3 separate regions of the Mus musculus genome follow, and regions 1 and 2 are each linked to region 3. A link is a contact called in public promoter capture Hi-C data. All regions are on one chromosome and are shown on one strand. The core of a region is the stretch at or near the end of the contact, and the rest is flanking DNA. Distances in the headings are between cores, read along the strand shown.

The links. Promoter capture Hi-C pulls out the DNA fragments that hold promoters and counts their contacts.
Region 1: a contact with region 3 is called in a promoter capture Hi-C map of pre-B cells. The contact joins the enhancer-like site here to the promoter of Mfap3l in region 3. A contact is called at or near these places in 20 of 39 promoter capture datasets (the 3T3-L1 cell line, 3T3-L1-derived adipocytes, the C10 cell line and 15 more), 10 of 484 Hi-C or Micro-C datasets (the C2C12 cell line, the HPC-7 cell line, cerebellar granule neurons and 6 more), 5 of 115 datasets of contacts at active chromatin or transcription factors (astrocytes, differentiating embryonic stem cells, embryonic basal ganglia and 2 more) and 1 of 9 other capture datasets (embryonic stem cells).
Region 2: a promoter capture Hi-C map of embryonic stem cells shows a contact between it and region 3, with 3 times the contacts expected there. The contact joins the enhancer-like site here to the promoter of Mfap3l in region 3. A contact is called at or near these places in 8 of 39 promoter capture datasets (HPC-7-derived erythroid cells, cranial neural crest, embryonic stem cells and 5 more), 4 of 484 Hi-C or Micro-C datasets (differentiating embryonic stem cells, embryonic stem cells, neural progenitor cells and 1 more) and 5 of 115 datasets of contacts at active chromatin or transcription factors (astrocytes, embryonic stem cells and neural tube).

Annotation. Positions count from the first base shown.
Region 1 is chr8:61,514,923-61,517,622 of GRCm38.p6, forward strand. It overlaps Palld (palladin, cytoskeletal associated protein), which reads right to left. Exons shown (of 22, transcript NM_001293772.2): 19 at 1,613-1,820; 20 at 947-1,112; 21 at 281-414. Among named protein-coding and RNA genes, the nearest start is that of Cbr4, 29 kb to the left of the region's middle. Within about 2 kb of position 1,364, at least 127 of the 459 cell types and tissues checked have an H3K27ac peak or open chromatin away from gene starts, as enhancers often do. A contact at or near this core is called in the HPC-7 cell line, embryonic basal ganglia, embryonic forebrain and 8 more, where this site is marked.
Region 2 is chr8:61,531,620-61,534,456 of GRCm38.p6, forward strand. Palld (palladin, cytoskeletal associated protein) reads right to left here. Exons shown (of 22, transcript NM_001293772.2): 15 at 1,735-1,956; 16 at 293-442. Among named protein-coding and RNA genes, the nearest start is that of Cbr4, 45 kb to the left of the region's middle. Within about 2 kb of position 1,407, at least 10 of the 459 cell types and tissues checked have an H3K27ac peak or open chromatin away from gene starts, as enhancers often do. A contact at or near this core is called in differentiating embryonic stem cells and embryonic stem cells, where this site is marked.
Region 3 is chr8:60,631,570-60,634,271 of GRCm38.p6, forward strand. Mfap3l (microfibrillar-associated protein 3-like) reads left to right here and starts at 1,256. Exons shown (of 3, transcript NM_027756.5): 1 at 1,256-1,489. Gm34730 (a long non-coding RNA gene) reads right to left here and starts at 286. Exons shown (of 3, transcript XR_379010.3): 1 at 1-286.

The DNA of each region.
Region 1 (2,700 bases), core at 114-2,613, 880 kb after region 3:
CTGACCAGCCAGCCTAAGAAACCAACATGCACATCTCGCTAATCAATCAAAGACCCTGGAGATACTTGGGTGTTTGTTCTCCTGGAAGGGTTTCACTATTAATGTCGGGAAACTACAAACAGAAAGAGAAAGAGTAATATGAATTTTTTTTTGGCAAATAAAATCCTGGCATATTAACTTAGAAATGTAAAGCTTAGAGTAATGAGATATATCACTCTGCCATCTCATTCTTAACCATTCAGTGTGTGAAATGCACCGAGATGAAATGAGGCGCACTCACTGTAGACATCCAGCCGGGCAGTGCAGGACACAATGCCTGCTTCGTTCTTGGCGGACACAGTGTACCACCCAGCGTCTTCCTTTGTGGCTCCCTGGATGAGCAGGCAGATGTAGCCATGATTATCCTGGTGCATGCTGCGGAAAAAGATAAAGTCATTAGGGCTCTACATTTTTAAAAAGTGGCTTTGGACATGAAGCATCATTTTTAATTAGGTCATTAGAAACGGAATTGTGCGAGCAGCAGATAATAGGATCATACTTATTCTAGAGAGGCAGCTAGCCCCATTAAGTTAATGGGAGAGCAGAGCAGACCTCAAGAGGGCGAGTAAATCCATGCACTAATTCTTAAGGGAAGACCCGCCTTTACAAAACCACAGGCTGGGCCACCACCATGGGAGCAAACGAATCTATCTTTTCTTTCTGATATACACATTTCAAAAATGCAGCCAGGTTAAGTCAGAATCTGCTTTGTCACATCCCAAAATTGCTCTCTTCCAAAGCTTAAGCCTACATTTGGACGAAGTGTGGCTCTCGTCTTGCACATCACTGATGATAACGTACATGGCTTTTACGCTCACCGATTTGCATGCAGTATCTGATGCGTCGTTTCAGCTAGCACCGGGACTGTGCAAGTTCTGAGGTAGACGAAGCCACCGTGCAGTCTTACCTTACTCGCTCAGTGCTGTGAGTGAGCGATTCATTTTCTTTCTTCCAAAATATCTGAGGTGGCGGCACTCCCGAGACACGGCATTCCAGCCGCACTGGGTATCCATCAGCAACCCCCGTGTTCTGTAGCTTCTCCATAAACACAGGGGCCTTGTGTGCTTCCTTAGCTAAGGGAACACGAGAGGAATGATCTGTTAGTGGCATGCCAAAGGGTCACTGCGAGGAACTCGGGAGCTTTAGAAAGATGAAGTACTGTTTTCACGTCGGGTGGTAAGAGGTTAGCCCTCCCCTCAAGCAAAGGTCTGTACGCTTCATTCCACTCACGTTATTTCCTCAATTAATTCAAGACTGATAGGCCCACATAGTGCCCGGCCATCTGCTCCTCAGAATGCCTGCCTGACAGGCCTCAGAGATTCGGAGTCATTGCTAGCAGCTGCGAGAGCATTGCTCTAATTAAGTCAACAGGCTCGCACAGGCCTTACCTACTGCTGCCACCTAGTGGTGCCGAGTATTTCAGCACCAGGATTCCCTGGCTGCCACCTGAAATGCCTTTTTTTTTTTGAAGATTTAAAATTTGGAACTCATAAAGTCATTACTTGACCACAGAATTCATTTCTTTGCCCACTAACTTGTTTCAGCAGTGAGAAAGAAATCACAGGCCACCTACCAGCAACCACAAGCTCCAGGTTAAACGAGTTCTGTCCTGCTCTGTTGGTGGCAATACATGTGTAGATGCCGGCGTCCCGGGACGTGACTGGCTCTATAATGAGGGAGTGGACCCCATTCTCACGGACCAGCATCTTGTGAGCACTGTCGGGGCGTATGGGCTTTCCATCTAGTTGCCAGCTGAGATCTGGGGTTGGTAACCCACTGACCTACACCAGAAAGGAGACACACATGAACTTCTCCAGTAGTAAAACCATCAAATCACCAAGAGTTACGGATCCAGAGTCAGTTCGTCCTCCGGTAGCACAAACAATGGCTTTTCCATGTTACTCTCTTGTTTAAAACCTTCCCGTGGTTCCCATGAGCACTGAGAGATACACTTCTAAACATCTTTTCTAGAACAATTCGGAGGTAAGTAAAACGGGGATTAAAACATATTTCTGTCATCTTCTTACCTCACCTAAGACTATAAACATTCCCAGGTGATGATGGCACCGAGCTCTGAGCTCTTTGGAAACACGGGAGGTGCAGCCTTTATAACAGTAACACTCAGCTGGAAAGCTTCCCACCAAGGACTGGCCATCACCATGGAGATGCATGTGACACAGACCTATTATTATTTTATAATCTTTGAAAGTGAATAACCAGAGCAATTTGAAATTGCCCAGAAAGTCAGACAAATTAGCATCACAATGGAGACATCCTGAAAACCTTAAGAGCTTGGCAGTTGTGTTGAACAGAGAGCAGGCCAAAGCATTCAATGGCTAGTCCCCCTTGCATTGTTAAAGGGAGGGGCAGTGGCCATCTGCTGGCTTTGTATAGGGCTGCCCTTGACTTTAGGATAGAAGAGAAGTGAGGAAGAGTTGATATTCCTCCTTCCTCCTACTCTACTAGTGGGAAATGATGTATTCTGCTACCCAAAGACTATTGGATCATAAAACAATCATAAAACTATTGGATTATGAAACGGTTCCTTTGAAACACTAGCCTTGTCTAAATCAGCCAGAGAACCCGTACAGTTCCTCCTGCCCCATGGTAAGTACTCATTCCTGCTACCAACAAGGTGTCTCGGACACATGTAGTCACATC
Region 2 (2,837 bases), core at 157-2,656, 900 kb after region 3:
GCAACTCCATAACTCTAATAAGAGGAGATCACATGAGAGACCCTTGGAAGCATTTGTGTAAGGAATGCATGGGTGTGCCAGGATCCTTCCTATAGGAATTCGTGATGGAATAAATGCTTGCAAAGCAAAGAAAGTTTCTATCATCGAGAGAGAGGTGGATACAAGATGTGGAAAACAGTTTTATAGGTTAAAAAAAAAAGTACAACTTCGCCTTTTAATTAAGCAGTTCCTGTGCCTAATCAAAGGCTGGCAACCCCAATACCACCAGAGCCCAGCCTCCATCTGTTTTCACCTGAGGGTTGGCAGCCATGATGGTGTAGTTCCCATCGTCGTCTAGGGTAGAGGCCGTGGTGTGGAGAGAGCAGGTCCCATCAAGGTCTCTCTGAATGGTGTAGTGATCGCTCTTCGGAGAAATCTGCTTCCCATCTTTAAACCAATAGATCTGTGGAAGGAAACAAGGAGGCAGACTGAGAATGCGCTCTTCCCCGTCAGCTGCTATAACAGTGCCCAGTCTGCAGAGGGCACTGTGAAAACCCGGCAAACCAGCATCTTCGCAGGAGACTGAATTGTGAGCAACACAAGCAGGAACAGCAAAATTCAACTTCCTTTTAGTTTTTAAAAGTTGTGTGTGCTGCGTGCGTGTGTGCGTGCGTGTGTGCGCACTTGTAGAGGCTGGAACCAGGCACCGGGTCTCTTGGAGCTGGAGTTGGGCTGTGAGCCACGTGACGAGGGTGCAGTAAGTGCTGCTGGTTAGGATTCCCTTTCAAACCACATGGTTTCCCACTGTCATTTTCTTCTTGTAACCAAAAGCGGGGTCGGGGGAGCTGCCTGATTGTTGACAGAAGCCTACTTTAACCCCTTATGTTTTAAAATAATTTCTTCTTTAAAATAGATATACACGAAATTTGAGAACACAAACTGACATACTAATCCAACTCCAAAGCATTTGAATCTGAAAGGGCTAGGGCGAGGGTGCCTTCCATCTTTAGAACCCATGTGGCAGGAGAGAAGTGACTCCCATGGGTTGTCCTCTGACCTCCTTGTGTGCTCTGTCAAATGTCTCCCCAGAAAACGGAAAAGCTTTTTCTAAAGTTCCAAGTTTTATAAGGTAATGGGACAGGTGTAATATTAAAGGTGTCTAGCTAGGAGACAGAACCAGCTGGAGGGGGAAAGAACGCAGGGAAGGAATGAGCACGATAGAACTCGTTGCTGAGTGTGTTCACCTAAATATTAGTGAAAAACCTTCCGTCCATTTCCTCCCACTGGGAAAAGACTGGACACATTTAGTCCTGAATATTAGACTCTTACTGCCATAGTTTTTCTAACTCCCCCTTTTTCGCTTGAGGCAGGGTTTCACTATGAGCCCCTGGCTGGCTCAAAATTCACTATGTAGATGAGGCTGGCCTTGACCTCACAGAGATCTGTCTGCCTTTGCTCCCGAGTGCCGAGATTAAGGGTGTGAGCCACCGCACCTGGTTTTCTAACTCCATTTTTTTTTTTTAAAGTCAGATCCAAGATATGAAAACTGTGTTATGCAGTAATCACCAGAATTAGATTAACTTTTGGCTCTAAAATTAAATTATAAGGCATGATCTCTCCTAGTCATACATTTTTAGTGATTTGATTATTTCTGATGAAACAAAAGTGTAACTAGAGGATTTCTCCCTCCTCCATTGCTTTTTTTCCTTATATCAGTCCTTAAAAAGTGATTTATTTTTTCATTTTTTGGCTTACCTTTGGCTTTGGATTCCCAGCCACTCGACACGTGAAAGTCACCGGCATCCCCTCAAAGATCTTGTAGTGTTTCAGCTTCATCTCAAAGAAGGGAGCTGTTGCGTTCTCCACAGGCACATCTGGATCCTGCACCTCGTCTCCCGACTCATCCACAGGGGAGCGCTCCAGCCGGTACTCAATCTCGCTAATCAGCCTCTGCTCGCAGCTAGAGACTTTGTACTCCTGGGCCAGACACAGAGGTCCGAGTCAGCATCTCCTGAGACACACCTCCCTTGCTAACAAACCGCGGGAGGGTGGGGGGAGGGGAACGCAGGGAGGTGGGGGGAGGGGTGCAGTTTTTTTTTTTTTTTTTTTTTTTTTTTTCAGTGAATCATGATCCGGGCTCAATACAATTTCATAGGCTAGCAGAAAGCATCTGGAGTTGAGTTTGTGTGATATTTAAAATCATCTTAAAGTCCTATTCTCAAAATAAAACAAACAAACAAAAGCCACACAAATAAATAAGCAAGCAAACACCGACTACTTTTCTTGGAAGGGGTGGGGAGGAACAGTTGAAAATAAGAAGGGAAGGCTATCTACTCTACACTCCTAGGAAGCAGACACTGTGGGTAAAAACCATGTGGGTGCTACGTCCCTCCAGAAGGCTATCTGTGCACGGGCGAGCAACTTCAGTGGTGCACAGAATTTTCTCAAATGAAGAAGGGGGAAGTCAGCACCACGTTTTTCTCCATTTACTTTACACAATACACATATAGCATACGGGCTCCCCCCTTGATCGGCAGCCCATCTCTTAAGCAAAAGCAAGATTGCTAGCACATTTCACTCACACACAGAAGCAACAGCAAGGCTCTAACATTACATGTCAGTGTTTAGGGCGGAGCCTGAAGCTTCCTGCCTGCAAATTATCATGAGCACAAGATATTCCCAGGCATATTCCCAGGGTCACAGTAAGTAGGAGATGTTTGTGCTGTTCTGTTTTGAGACAGGGTCTTGCTATGTAGCCTAGTCTGACCTTCAGTTTAGCCATATTGCCACTTCAGCTTTGTGAATGCTGGGATTGCAGGTGTGCACTGCCCTGCTTGCTTCAGAGACTATTTTAATTA
Region 3 (2,702 bases), core at 6-2,505:
CGTGCAGCAGTCTGGCACTGTTCAGAGCATGCTCAGTTGCCTGCAGCCACTTCTGCGGCGGAACTCAGGGCTTGAGGTCACAGACAATACTTTGCCTCTGGGTTTGTCAGTCACAGAGAAGGAGGTCGACTGCTATCCCGTTAACAGCTTCCTGTCATCTTGACAGCTGTTCCTAACTCAGAGTGGAATACGCGGGGTCTGACAGCCTGAGCCACTTTAGTAGCGTTAATTTGCTTAATCCAACTCTCCGTGTTTTTCCAGCAGCCTATGACCAACATAGGTGTGGGGGCGGGGCTACCCTTCTTAAAAAAAAAAAAAAAAAAAACACGGTGTGGGGCGTGGCCGGAGGGGGCCAGGATAGAAGAGCCAGGGAAGAAGAGCTTGGTCACTGTCCCAGAAACTGACAAGATCTCCCTTAAATAGATAGATAGAATGATAGATAGATAGATAGATAGATAGATAGATAGATAGATAGATAGATAGATAGATAGATAGATAGATAGATAGATAGACAGACAGAAAGATAGATGATAGGTACATAATATTTAAATGCGTGTGGGATGGCAGGGGAGAGATCCACTAATATTGCAGGACTGTTCACAGAAAACTTATGTAGGTGGTAAAAATATTTTTAGAATACTTATTTTTTCTCATCAGAACAACTTAACTGCTCTTTAGAGAGAATGTCGAAACTGCAAATAATTTTAAGGGGCAGTTTTATAAATTTTCGCGGAACCACACCACTCAGAATCCACCGCAAACACCCTGCTGTGTCTTGTCGTGCCACTTCGAGGCGTCCACTGTGCTTTTGCTGTGACAGCGCGGCCGGCCGCCTAGGAGGCCCCATATGCTCCTGCTCGCGAGGTGCTGTGACAAGACAGCCTTAGAGACTAGGTTGGTTAATGCGTGGGTAGGCTGGTTGCCCGTGGCATCCAAGATGACATTCGAAGACGCCTTTGCCTGCGTGTCCTTGAACGCCACTGAGACGCGACGCTCCGGAAAGTTGAGGTGACAACGCCGGCAGCGCCCTGCCTCCCCACAATTACCAGTCACGCTGCCCTAGCACCACTGAGTCTGGAGGAAGAGGCAGGGTGGAGCGCGGGAGCACCGCCCAGTGGCCGCCCGGTCCCGCCCAGAGGCCGGGCTCTCTGAGCACGATGCTTCCCTGCAGACTGCAGGGCCAGCCCGGGGTGGGCGGAGCCCACCACCCGCAGCGGCCCGCCCCGGGCCGCGGCTGCGGCGAAAACCCGGTTGTGCAGAGTGCACCGGACCTCGGCGCCGCCGGGAGCCGCACTGGGCATGCTCGGCTCTCGCCGGCTCTGGAGCCCGTAGGTGGGAAGCTCCGGCTCCCGGCGGCGGGGCTCGTAACCCGCATCGAGAAGAGGCGCGGGCGGCGGAGGAGGTTGGTACACGCTCGGTGCTGCAGAGCTCCCCGGGTGGCCATGGCGAGAGGTGCACGGCGACCACCCGAGTGGCGCAGCGGTGTCAGGTCAGTGAGGGCACTGGGCGGGCGAGCCTGGGCGGCGGGCTACAGTAGGAGGGAGCCTCGCACCGGGTTTGTGGTCAGCGGCCGCCCGAGCTGCAGAACTTTCGGACGCCTGGGCTGGCGAGGCTACGCGCCTGGAGGTGCCCTGCTCTCCCAGCTCGTGGCTGGTCGCAGGATGCTGGAAGTACATGCAGGGCGGAGACCGGCGGGTTGGGGACAGTCGCGTCCAAGGCTCGTGCCACAACCTTCTGATGGCCAGGGGCGCGCTGTCCACAGCGCGTTAGCACAGAGCCTTCCCAATCTCCCGGGAGAAGGAGGATGCCACGCAGAGACAGGGCTCTTCGCCCAGCTGTGGATCGTTCTTGTCACGGTGCCTCAGTTTCCCCAGACAGGGAAGGGTGTACTGGCCTTTGCCCGGAAGGCGGCGTGGGGAGCTCCGAAGCGCCGCGTCCTGATGCTGCAGGAGTGTGGGAAGCAGCTGGTGCTAAGAGCTGCTTCCTTGTCTTGAGAGCTCTTGGAGTTTGTCGCATTTCCCACCATAGCAAGTTGACACCAAATTGTCTGGTGGCCTGGAATGGGGGAACGTCCTTCTTTGGCTAAAAAAGTAAATGCCGAGTCAATCCTTTTTAAGCCCGAGAATTGCTTGTCTCCCTCTTTAAATTAGCCTGGGATCGCAAATTCCAAGGTTTATAAAGCAAACTGGAAAAAAGAAAAGAAGATGTTTGCAGGTACATCAGCTGCTCACCCTGTAGAAAATATTATGGCTCCGTCGTCATTGTTTTGAAAGACACTTGTTCAAAGTGTGGTTACTGTAGCAATCTTTATTTGCTCTAGCTTTATATTAGGAACTTGGAATCAGCATTGCAGAAACAGTGGTTTTTGAAGTTTTCTCACTCCCCCCCCCCCAGGCAAAACACTTTTTTTTTAAAGTTGCTACTACACTCAACATAGTAAAATGTTCAGGATTAAATCTGCAAGATGGAAAAAGAATTGTTTTTCAGGAGAGACTAAATTAGAGCAAGGTAGTTTGCAGGCAGTGAGCTAATGCACAAAAATGCAATCTGTACCTTCTAAGGTAATGTTACTGTTTTCCCCTACAGCTACCCATATTCATCTATTAAAATACTTACAAGTTTGAGGAGCCCAGCACATGACTGGTTACATTACCTGGCTCTGTGTGATGCACCACGTTTACAATGTGCCCTGATTGCTCCAC